Regions from separate parts of the Rattus norvegicus genome. Here region 2 is linked to region 1. The links are chromatin contacts, called in public Hi-C maps. All regions are on one chromosome and are shown on one strand. The core of a region is the stretch at or near the end of the contact, and the rest is flanking DNA. Distances in the headings are between cores, read along the strand shown. Region 1 overlaps LOC120100003 (40S ribosomal protein S12-like). Region 2 overlaps LOC120100003 (40S ribosomal protein S12-like).

Region 1 (4,985 bases), core at 2,170-4,669:
CATTTCACCCAGAAAAGACTCATCCATGAAATATAAGCACAAATGGGGACATAAACCTGGTCTGGGATCTTGGCTGTAGGAGGCCAAGCTATAACCAACACAAAGGAACCCAACAAAGCTAATGATCAGATCGGGTCTTGAACTTGGGAATATGAAAATGGAGACCTTGGAAATGGGGACAGCAGGAATCAAGCTATGAGAACAGCCTGGGTGGCCTGATTTGGAGGGAAGGGTATGTGGCCATTCACCTGCACCAAGGCACAAGGCTGGTACAAGGTCTATATTATAAGGTTTAAGTTAAAAATAACAACCATTACCATTTCTTAATGCCAGCAAATGCTCATTATTCTCATCTCAATTGTTCCATATTTTGTTATTTTCTTTTACAATTGGTTGCATGGAATTGATATGCCTCCTTTTAAATCTTAGTTTTACTTTTTATTTTAGCAGTGGGTACTTTGTCTATATGTCTGTCTGTGCATTATGTATGTGTCTGAATCTATGGGACTGGGGTTATAAATGGTGTGAACCACCATGTAGGTCCTGGGAATCAAACCTAGGGCCTCTGGGAGAGCAGCCAGTGCTCTTAACCTCTGAGTCATCTCTCCAGCCCCTAGATGATCAGAAAGGGAAGGTAGAAAGAATAGGCAGTGAGCATGAGCAAAGTATAATATGTGTGGCGTGCACATGTGTAGTGTGTGTGTGTGTGTGTGTGGTGTGTAGTAAGTGTGAGCAAAGTACAATTTATGTGTGGTGTGGGTGTGTGTATAGTGTGTGTATGTGTGTAATTGTGTTTTGGGTTTTGGGGTGTTTTTGATTTGTTTTTTGGGGTTTGGGTTGGTATGTTGGTTTTTGGTTTTTCCACACAGGGTTTTTCTGTGTAGCCCTGACTGTTCTGGAACTCATTCTGTAGACCAGGCTGGTCTCAAACTCACAGAGATTTATTTGCCTCTGACTCCTAAGTGTTAGGATCAAAGGTGTGTGCCACCACCATTCAGATAAGAGTGTGTGTGCGTGTGTGTGTGTGTGTGTGTGTGTGTGTGTGTGTGTGTGTGTTTTAGTATTGCTGGGGAGATGACTTAATGGTAAAGAGAACTTCCTGCTCTTCTAGAGGACACCATCTCCATCGCCAGCCTCTATACTGGGTTTCTCACAACAACCTGTAATTTCAATTCCAATTCTGGAAAAGCCAACACCTTCTGTAGGTGCCCACACACATGACATACATTTACAGGGACACACACACATCATAAATAAAAATAAAAACAAATCTACGTCAAAATGACTTTTGTTTTGTACACTAAGAAAAATTCCAAAGTATTTTTAAAATTAAAACCAAATATAAAAATTAAGAGGCCAGTATGATGCTATTTTCATTAGCAAAGGAAAAGTGGTTTCAAGTCTGGGCTTGTGAGTTTGCCCAATATGGGTTCTTGGTCAGATTTACAGTACTCAACACACATTTCCACCTATGGAAAATCCAATTATTAGTGTGTTGGCTATACCCATAACATTTGTGACATTATTGCTGTGTCTATAGATTGGTACAGCTCTCGGACTCCGTCAGAGAAGCTTTGTGTGCAGTGGACAGGGCTTAGGCACAGAGGACTCAGAGCTGATCAAGTGCTGAGAATGTCTTGGTGCTCAACCACAGACAGAATATCTATATCACGCCCAGTCCCGCCAGGCTCCTCAGGTAGCAGTGGCAGCTCCTGAGCCCCTCCTCCTCCCCTTCTGGTATGTTGACTGACTTGGTCTTGGGCAGGCAATCACAGTTCCTATGGGCTCATGAGTGCAGCAGTCCTGTCATGTACAGAAACAGCTCACCCCCGTCCTCCCGGCCTTGGGATCTTACAATCTTTCTGCCTCCTTTTCCACTAGCTTCCCTGAGCAAATATGAAAACAAAACTCTAATATAATAGCTTTCTTTCCACCACCACCCCCATTATCTTTTATTACTCCCACAACCACAACACCCTACACTGGGGCTATGTTTCAAGACAGTCTTTACAAACCTTGTGAACATGCTGTTTTCTGATTTCCAGTTATGGTTCAGTTCCCCTATTGAACAAATATGACACTAGAACCCGGATTTTATTTGCCTTAACTCCTCTTAGACTGAGATGAAAAACCCACAGTCTGGAGGGTGAAGGGTAAGACCTAGACCCCTGTTTTTAATGTAATTTTTAAAAAGATTTGTTTATTTCATGTATGTGAGTACACTGTTGCTGTCTTCAGACACACCAGAAGAGGGCATCAGATTCCATTACAGATGGTTATGAGTTACCATGTGGTTGCTGGGATTTGAACTCAAGACCTCTGGAAGAACAGACAGTGCTCTTAAGTGCTGAGCCATCTCTCCAGCCCTAGACCCCTGTTTTTAAATAACTCTAATGCTTAGATTTAGATCTACTTTAAGAGAGAGGAAGGGAGGGAGGGAGGGAGGGAGAGAAAGAGAGAGAGAGAGAGAGAGAGAGAGAGAGAGAGAGAGAGAGAGAGAGAGAGAGAGAGACTGATAATATATGAAAAAGATGGGAACTAATTTCACACAACAGTTGATTTAAAAACTCTGCTACTGGGAAATGTTCCATGACAGTCAGTGAATGTTTGGTTCTACTAACACTGCCTTTGATATGGCTTTAAATAATAATAAAAAAAAATTTTAAATGTGCTTTAGAACAACAGTAATACACATCGGTTATACCCTGTTGATCGCAGCCTCCTCCTGGTGTTCCTCGAGTTGTTTTCACGTTCTTTCTGTAAAGTGGGGTAAAATTAATAGCTTCGTAGAAAAAAACACTCACTGAGACTTCAGGTCAAGCTCCTCTTAAGCTAAGCATGTATCTTTGGGGTTGGTGCGAAGTGAAAACACGGGGGTCGCAGATAGCTGTGAATTCATTTGGGTCATTGAGAGACTATTAACTCCAGGGCTCTGGCGCAGTGCCGGGAAGCCTCCTCCCACACAGGACCCAGGCGGAACGACAGTCTTAGGATTGGCTTCCTCCTCAGACCTGGTCCCTCTGGGCTCACACCCTACCTCTGCACTTAACACTTGGCCAGGCTAGTTCTGCACTGGAAACTGGAGGTGTGAACCTCATTATGGCTTTTCTTTTGGTGCCTGCCTGGGGTGTATCTGGCTGGAAACAAGCAGGCTTGTTATCTCCTTTTCCTGATTTGAGTCCGTTAATGAGAGATTCCAAACTGGCCTTGAGGATCTGGCTGCCCGGAAAAACCCCTATGCAACAGCTGGACTAAAACTAATAAAAACAACTACAGAGCAGTTTGTGGAAACGTCAAGTGCAGCACAAACACACTGACTCTCATAAACCTCACCATGAACTTGGGCGTGGGGGTGGGGGTTGGCCCCGCCTGCCTTTAGTAAAGGCAAAAGCCGGTGGCTACTGCCTGCTTGCCAATGCTCTGGTCTTGCCAAAGACTTCCTCACACCTTGTTCCACTGGCCAGCCAACCTCCCCTGCGGCCCACTGTGCTTGCTCCTCTCTGTCAGATAATCATTCATGTAAACAAATCTTTTCTCCACAGAACTTCCTTCTTCAGTAACTATCAGAGGGTACCAGAGCCAGCGAGTCTAACCACAGATTTAAATGCGGTAGCTTCGGAAAGAAGGGTCACCAACCAGACAAATTTTTAAGCCAGCTAGAGATCCCACATAAGTCGATTTCAAGTTACCAGACTCAACAATTTACCCCTTTCTGCCTGTCTTTTTAATGATCCCAGGAGGACTTGTTCCTGTTTATATAAAAACAGAGGCTTCTCTTAAGATAGAAAACAAACTACAGATAGACACGGAGGTGATTAATTAATGAATGGCCACAGCTTAACTTACACAGCCCCATCTCAGTGTTACTACTGTGTACACTGAAGGGCTGGAGACGTGGCTTAGAATGGCACTCCTTTCTTTTTTTTCTCCCCCCCCCCCCCCCCCGGAGCTGGGGACCGAACCCAGGGCCTTGCGCTTCCTAGGTAAGCACTCTACCACTGAGCTAAATCCCTAGCCCCGGCACTCCTTTCTATAACTGAATCCAGTTCCCAAAACCCATGTTGGGTGGCTCAGAATGGTAATCCTAGTTCCGGGAATCATCCTTTCCTGGCCTCGTGAGTTTGACATACACTGACATGTGCACATATGTGAAAATGGGTTAAGTATTGTATATATTAAACCATACACAATATGGCTTCTAGTGACCTAAGAAGGCAGGGAGGGTATATCTGAAATTGGGTAGGGGAGAATACAAGATTTGTTTTTCTTTTCATAGTCACTTAATTTTTTTTCACATTTATTTAGTTTTTGTGGTGGGGGGGCAATACATGTGAGTGGAGGTCAAAGGACAGTTGGTTCTCTCTCTCCCCCATAGGAGACTAAGCCCATATTGTTAGGCATGGCAGGAAGTGGTTTTGCCCAATGGACCAGCTCTTTGGTCTTGAAAACTTTTTAAAGTGCTTTAGTTTGGAGGGGTAGGGGAGGACTGGCAGCAAGGGGACCTGAGGATGTCCAGTGCTATATGAATGTTTGCTGACTGGCCATTCCCTGAGCTGTGTATCCTGTTTTATGCGTTTTCAAGCATGTGAGCAATGCTAAACAATTTTATATACATACATAGTTCCTATAAGCTTGACAGCCAGTCTCTTAACATACAATTCCTAAAGAAGTTTTTTTTAAAATATTTCTCCTTTGTTTTTATTTTTTGTCTGTTTGTTTGCTCAAGACAGGGTTTCTTTGTGCAGTCCTGGCTATCCTGAAACTCAACCTATAGACCTCAAACTGAGATCCAGCTGCTTCTGCTTCCCACATGCTGGGATTAAAGGTGTATACCACAACCACCTGGCTAAGACTCCTCCTCCTCTCCCTCCTCCCCCCCTCTCCCACTTCTTCTCCTTTTCCTTCTTCTTTTGTTTGTTTTTTGAGACAGGGTTTCTCTGTCTGGCCCTGTCTGTCCTGGAACTCACTCTGTAGACCAGGCTGTC
Region 2 (5,380 bases), core at 1,177-3,676, 47 kb after region 1:
GATCGAGAAGCAAGTTGGGGAGAAAAGGGTTTATTCAGCTTACACTTTTGCATTGCTGTTCATCATCAAAGGAAGTCAAGACTGGAACTCAAGCAGGTCAGGAAGCAGGAGCTGATGCAGAGGCCATGGAGGGATGTTACTTACTGGCTCGCTTCCCCTGGCTTGCTCAGCTTGCTCTCTTATAGAACCCAGGACCACCAGCCCAGGGATGCCACCACCCACAATGGGCCCTCCCTCCCTTGATCACTAATTGAGAAAATGCCTTACAGGAGGATCTCATGGAGGCATTTCCTCAAGGGAGGTTCCTTTGTGATAACTCCAGCTTGTGTCAAGCTGACACAGAAAACCAGCCAGGACAGTTTGGAAGTAGGGTGCTGGGAAAGAGTTCAGAAATGAAGGTAGTATCTGGAGTTGCAAAGGTCTAGGGTACCTGAATAACAGTGGAGTGTGAGGATCTCACCCAGAGGGGCCACTTACCTACCTGAATGCTAACCCCACTAACAGTGTTAATGTCTGGGAGGGAAGGCTGTGTGTGAGTTAAGTGTGTGGTACTTGCAGAGCGTGAAGGTGAGTGAAAGCCACAAGGTTTCCACAGGGCACCAGGTGGAGCTTGCTTAGCCTGTGGGCAAGGTCTAAAGCTGCAAAGGGGAAGAAAGAGGCAGCGTAAACAGTGAACAAGCCTAACGCTGACAGCAGGTGCTGAATTCCACTCCTTGTAAACTAGGCCTTGTAAACTTCATCCTCTCCTCCAGGGCTAAGAGGCCACCCTGGGTAAAGGATTTATTCAGGGTCCCGGACTCGGAAGGAAACAAGAAACAGCTAGACCTTTTATTTCCCTTTGTCTGTTTCCCAAATGCCAATGCAGTGTTTTGGATATTTAAAAGAACACTTAAAACGCCCTTGTTTGTTTCTGCCTTTGTATGATCAGTGCCGCTCAAGGACAGGGCGGTGGTAACCATGGCAGTGAGCAGAGGGTGGTGAAGAGGTGTTTTTTTTTTTAAATGGGGTGAACCTCAGACAGGCAGCAGAGTTGGAACCTCTTGTCCTCCTTGGGGCCCTTTGTTCATTCAGCTTAACTGTAAGGAAATTCTTCCCTGCAGGGAAGCAAGCTTAAAAGAGAAGGGTTTGCCTCTCTCGAGGTGTGTCCCTGGGAATAGATTTCGGGGGTGGGGAGCACTAGGAAAAGTTGGGGCAGCTGGCACAAACAGGGCAGAGACAAGACAGTCTGTGATGGCAAAGAAACTAGCTCTCTTGCCTGCCGGGTGCAGAGTTCTTAGGACCTATCAGCTGTCTCGCCACCTCTCCCCAGACAGGTGGCCGCTCATTAGGGGTGGCCCAGTATTCCAGCCAAAAAGGCTTCCAGGCCCTGCCTTTGCAGGAAGGTATGGGGTTGGGGGAAGGGTAGAGGAGACGGAAGGAGAGAGCTGACGCACTGCTGGATTAGGAGCCTTAAGAACCTTCCTTTCCAGGACGAAGACGCGCCCCAAGCGGTCACAGGGCAGGGCAGGGCAGGGTAGAAAAGGGCAAAGCAGAGGCACATGGGCGCAGGAAAGTCCCATGACTGCAGTGTTTTGCGGCAGGTTTCCCAGCTACTCTAGGCAGAAGGGAGGCAGCCCCGGGTGATGGGCGAAGGGAGGGAGAGGGAAGATGAGGGAAGTAATCAGGAGACCACGGAGAGACAGTTCCCGGTGTTCAGAGAACACCAGACGCCTCCGGTCCCGGTGGGTGGCTGTATGTGTGGAAATGAAACAGGGAGTGGGAGGGAGAGTGAAGAACAAGCACACACTTTTTTGCCTGTCATCCACTCACCTCTTCTTCCCGACCCTGCAGCCCACGTCCCTACTCCGGTAGGGGTGGCAGGAGGTGGGAAGAAGACAGCTCACCCAGCACCCACCCCTAAGTACAAGCAACTGTCGCTGAATCAGAACTGTCTCAGCCGCCTGTCACCTGCGCTCGCTCGGGAGGGACACATGGCATCAGACTTGAGACTTGCGACTTGCGACGAGAGGGGGTGGAGGACCCAGCAACGGGCCAAGGCGTGGGGTGTCTCCGAGGACTAGGAAAACGGGAGTGTCTACCTCCAAACAACTAGGGGGACATCGGAGAGAATGGGTGGGACCAGGGTCTTGAGGGGACTTGGAAGCAGCGGGAGGTGATGAGAGAGGGCGGGAGTGTCCGGCAGTGGGAAGCACCGGGGAGCGGCGCCGGGGCTGAGGGGCGGCTGCTGCCGCCGCCAGTGCACGGGGTTATGCGAGGTAACCGAGCCTGGAGGAGGAGGGAGGCGGCGTGGGCCGCGGGCCGGGGTGTCTGGCGCTCGTTGGACAAAGAGATGATGAAACGTGAGCGCTATATTTACCAAGGGGGTGGAGACCGGTGGGAGGGGGGTAAAAAGGACAAACTGTTCCACAACAACCACAGGAAACACAGCCCTTCTGACTCACCCAAAGGGCCGCGCCGACCCCAGCGCAGGCTTAGCCCCGAGGCAGAACCACAGCCGGGGGGCGCCCGCACCGGACCGAACCCGGGTGCCCGGCTTGGATTGGCTTATAAATGAAAGGGACACCGGGTCGAAAGACTTCATGCGTGTGCGCGTAGCTCTTGTGGGGTAGGGGAGAGCAAGGGACAACATTAATGGTTTTTAACCGGGTGGTTGGGTCATCGCGGGAAAGACGTGGCTGCAGTTGTGGAGAGCACGGTTCCTGCAAAGTCATCTCCACCCGCACAGCCTGGCCTGGCAGCCCGTCCCGCCCCACCCAGGGACAGCAGCACCAGCCACCCTACCTCTCTTTTCCTCCCCCACCCCCGCGCCTTGCTCTCAGGGCCCAGAGTTGGGGTGCGGTGCGGACTATGTTTAGAAGCTGATGTCATCGCGACACCCTACTCTGCAGTGTTCCCAGGGGGACCGCAGGGCAGGTTTTCCTGATCTTCGAGGATGTGGGGGTGGAGAGTGGCCTGCCTTCTCATCACACCTCATACCCATGGTACCCTAGGGATTTAAAAAAAAAAAATCTCTCAAGAGTTACGAAACAGGGAGGTGCGCTCACGTGGAGCGTGCAAGCCCAGTGGCTAGCGCCCCAGGGGCCAGCAACCTTCCCTTGTCACTCCACCTCCACCTCAGGTGTGGGGGCTAATTTCAAGGTTAGCTCACGTGGGCACGGGCGCCCGGAGCTCCTTGCACGAGTTTGGGGCGGGTTCCTCGTCCCCCAATCTAGGGCAGTTTGTTCAACTGCAGCAAAGGGAGCTTGATGTTCCAGCAGGGAAGGGATTTCTGAGAACTGGGACTGTCCTCAGATGAACCTGCCTCCTCCGGCTGCTGCGGCGGCGGCCGCCTGCGGAAGACTTTTTAAAAGGGCGATGCCAGGCCCAGACGCTCGGCGCGCAAGTGGCTGAACCGCCCGCCACTCTGCGGCCGGAGCTCAGCACCCGCCCCGAGCGCCACGCGGGGCTGCTCTAAGCGCAGGGGGCTGCCGGCTAAACTTATCCTCCTACATATGCATGAACGGATGGCCTTTCCGCTCTGCAATGGAGAGGCCTGGGGTTTTGCGGTAGGCTGCTTAGTGGAGCGAGAGTAAAAGTAGGGCGTCGTGGAAGTTTTCGCGCTTGTCGCAGCTCCCCGCCCCCTCCAGACACTGGGTGTTTAACCTGGCCACAATCGGTTTGCCAGATCCGGCTTTATCGGATTGTGTTTCAAATCCAGGAACATCACTAGAGTGGAGAGCTCACCCCTTCGTTCTTGTCAATATTCTTCCTAAACCGACCACCTCTCACCGCCTTTCAGCAAAACGAACACAGCTTTCCCCATTAGGCCCTTCATGTGCTTTGGGTAGGACCGCTAAAACTGTTGAGCCCAGGCAGGGAAATGGGAGAGGTGAGGATCAGTCCCAACCTGAGGTCTGACACGTGATCCCCTACCCCCAGCGGGCCATCTGTTTTTCTTCCTTCCCGCCGGGAGGCTGGCAACTTTGTCCAGGCATTGTCCACGCCTCTCAGCAGGAAAAGACTGAGAAAAGCCAGAATCGGCAGAAACCTGTATCTACAGCATGTGACTTTAGGCTGAACTTCGGGCCTAGAGCAGGGACCTTACTTGGCCATTTGTGTTTTAAACTAACTGCCAGGTGATAGGGCCCCACCCAACAAGATGAGGAAACCCTGCTTCAGGCTAAATATGTCTCCAGGGGAGGGGGCCCCCAAATCGGCAACCTTAGCCTGGACACATCCTACCCGGGTTTACCTAGGAAATAGAACAGATTTTAAGCTTCTAGGCCACTTCCTACAGAGCAGTGTCAGAAGGGGGTAGAGGTGAGATTACGAATTAGGATAAAATGGTATGTTAGTTAAAACTTTAACTTTGGGGAAGTCGAGGTGGGAAAATCTAAAAGTTGGAGGCTGGCCCAGGCCTTGTGTTTGTTGTTGTTGTTACTGTTTTTAATTTTGTTTTTTGTTTGTTTTTTTAATTTAGTGGGAAAAAGGCATTCTCATTAAGTACTGGCTTTAAGGTTCCCCTGCCTTCACTGTGAGGTGATGTAAGCAGATAAGGTAGTGTTTCTGGGAGAGCAAATCTTTTTTTTTTTTTTTTTTTTTGGTTCTTTTTTTTCCGGAGCTGGGGACCGAACCCAGGGCCTTGCGCTTCCTAGGCAAGGGCTCTACCACTGAGCTAAATCCCCAACCCCTGGGAGAGCAAATCTTAACTCTAGTGTTCCGCCTCCTCCATTTCTGCTTGAGACAGTCTCACATACCTGTAGTCTCCTTCACTCTTCCTCCCTAGTCCTGTGATTTCAGGTATTACAGGTGTGCCATTCCACTAGCCCACCCCCGTCCTGCAGGGAATTTTTACAGACCCCTGCAGCGCTGGAGTTTAAAGAGGCTGCAACTGTGTTAATCTAATCCTATCAGTCCACAGATAAGAAAATGGCTCTGAGGTGGGGCGAGGTCACAGATCTCATTTAGGCCCCAGAGGCCTTCAGGTACTAACTTGTACCAGATCACACAACGGTTATATTAGGAAGCATTGTAAATGAGGCTCACGTTTCCGGCTACAGGCTAATAAGCCTTGGCCCTAGGCACTTGGAACCTTCTGATTAGGGAGACCTGAGAAGGGAACATAGCATGAACTAGAAACAGTTACAATCTTTGGGTTCTCTTGTTTCTCTGGGTGGGAAGTACGAATGTATAAAGACTAACTTGGGGAAGCAGACCTCTTCGAGTGACCTGGCCCAATATTAGCAGGATATTTTGCCAAAATGTAATTGAGACAACCACATGCTGGCTAAATAGCATAAGCTGGTTTTAATCATAAAACAGTTACAGTATATTCCAGTAGAGCAAGGGAAAGAATCATGATGGAGGAAATAGCACTTCTTGTGCTCTGTGCTATCGAACT

What was found. Hi-C and Micro-C count contacts between places; a contact is called where the count stands out from the background.
Region 2: a Hi-C map of liver shows a contact between it and region 1, with 3 times the contacts expected there. The contact joins two enhancer-like sites. A contact is called at or near these places in 6 of 12 Hi-C or Micro-C datasets (hepatocytes, kidney, liver and 1 more).

What each region holds. Positions count from the first base shown.
Region 1 is chr1:230,070,227-230,075,211 of GRCr8, forward strand. All of the region lies in intron 1 of LOC120100003 (40S ribosomal protein S12-like), which reads left to right. Among named protein-coding and RNA genes, the nearest start is that of Klf9, 54 kb to the right of the region's middle. Within about 2 kb of position 3,420, at least 16 of the 93 cell types and tissues checked have an H3K27ac peak or open chromatin away from gene starts, as enhancers often do. A contact at or near this core is called in hepatocytes and liver, where this site is marked.
Region 2 is chr1:230,118,390-230,123,769 of GRCr8, forward strand. All of the region lies in intron 1 of LOC120100003 (40S ribosomal protein S12-like), which reads left to right. LOC134485213 reads right to left here. Exons shown (of 2, transcript XM_063281028.1): 2 at 5,268-5,380. Among named protein-coding and RNA genes, the nearest start is that of Klf9, 5.6 kb to the right of the region's middle. Within about 2 kb of position 2,427, at least 84 of the 93 cell types and tissues checked have an H3K27ac peak or open chromatin away from gene starts, as enhancers often do. A contact at or near this core is called in hepatocytes and liver, where this site is marked.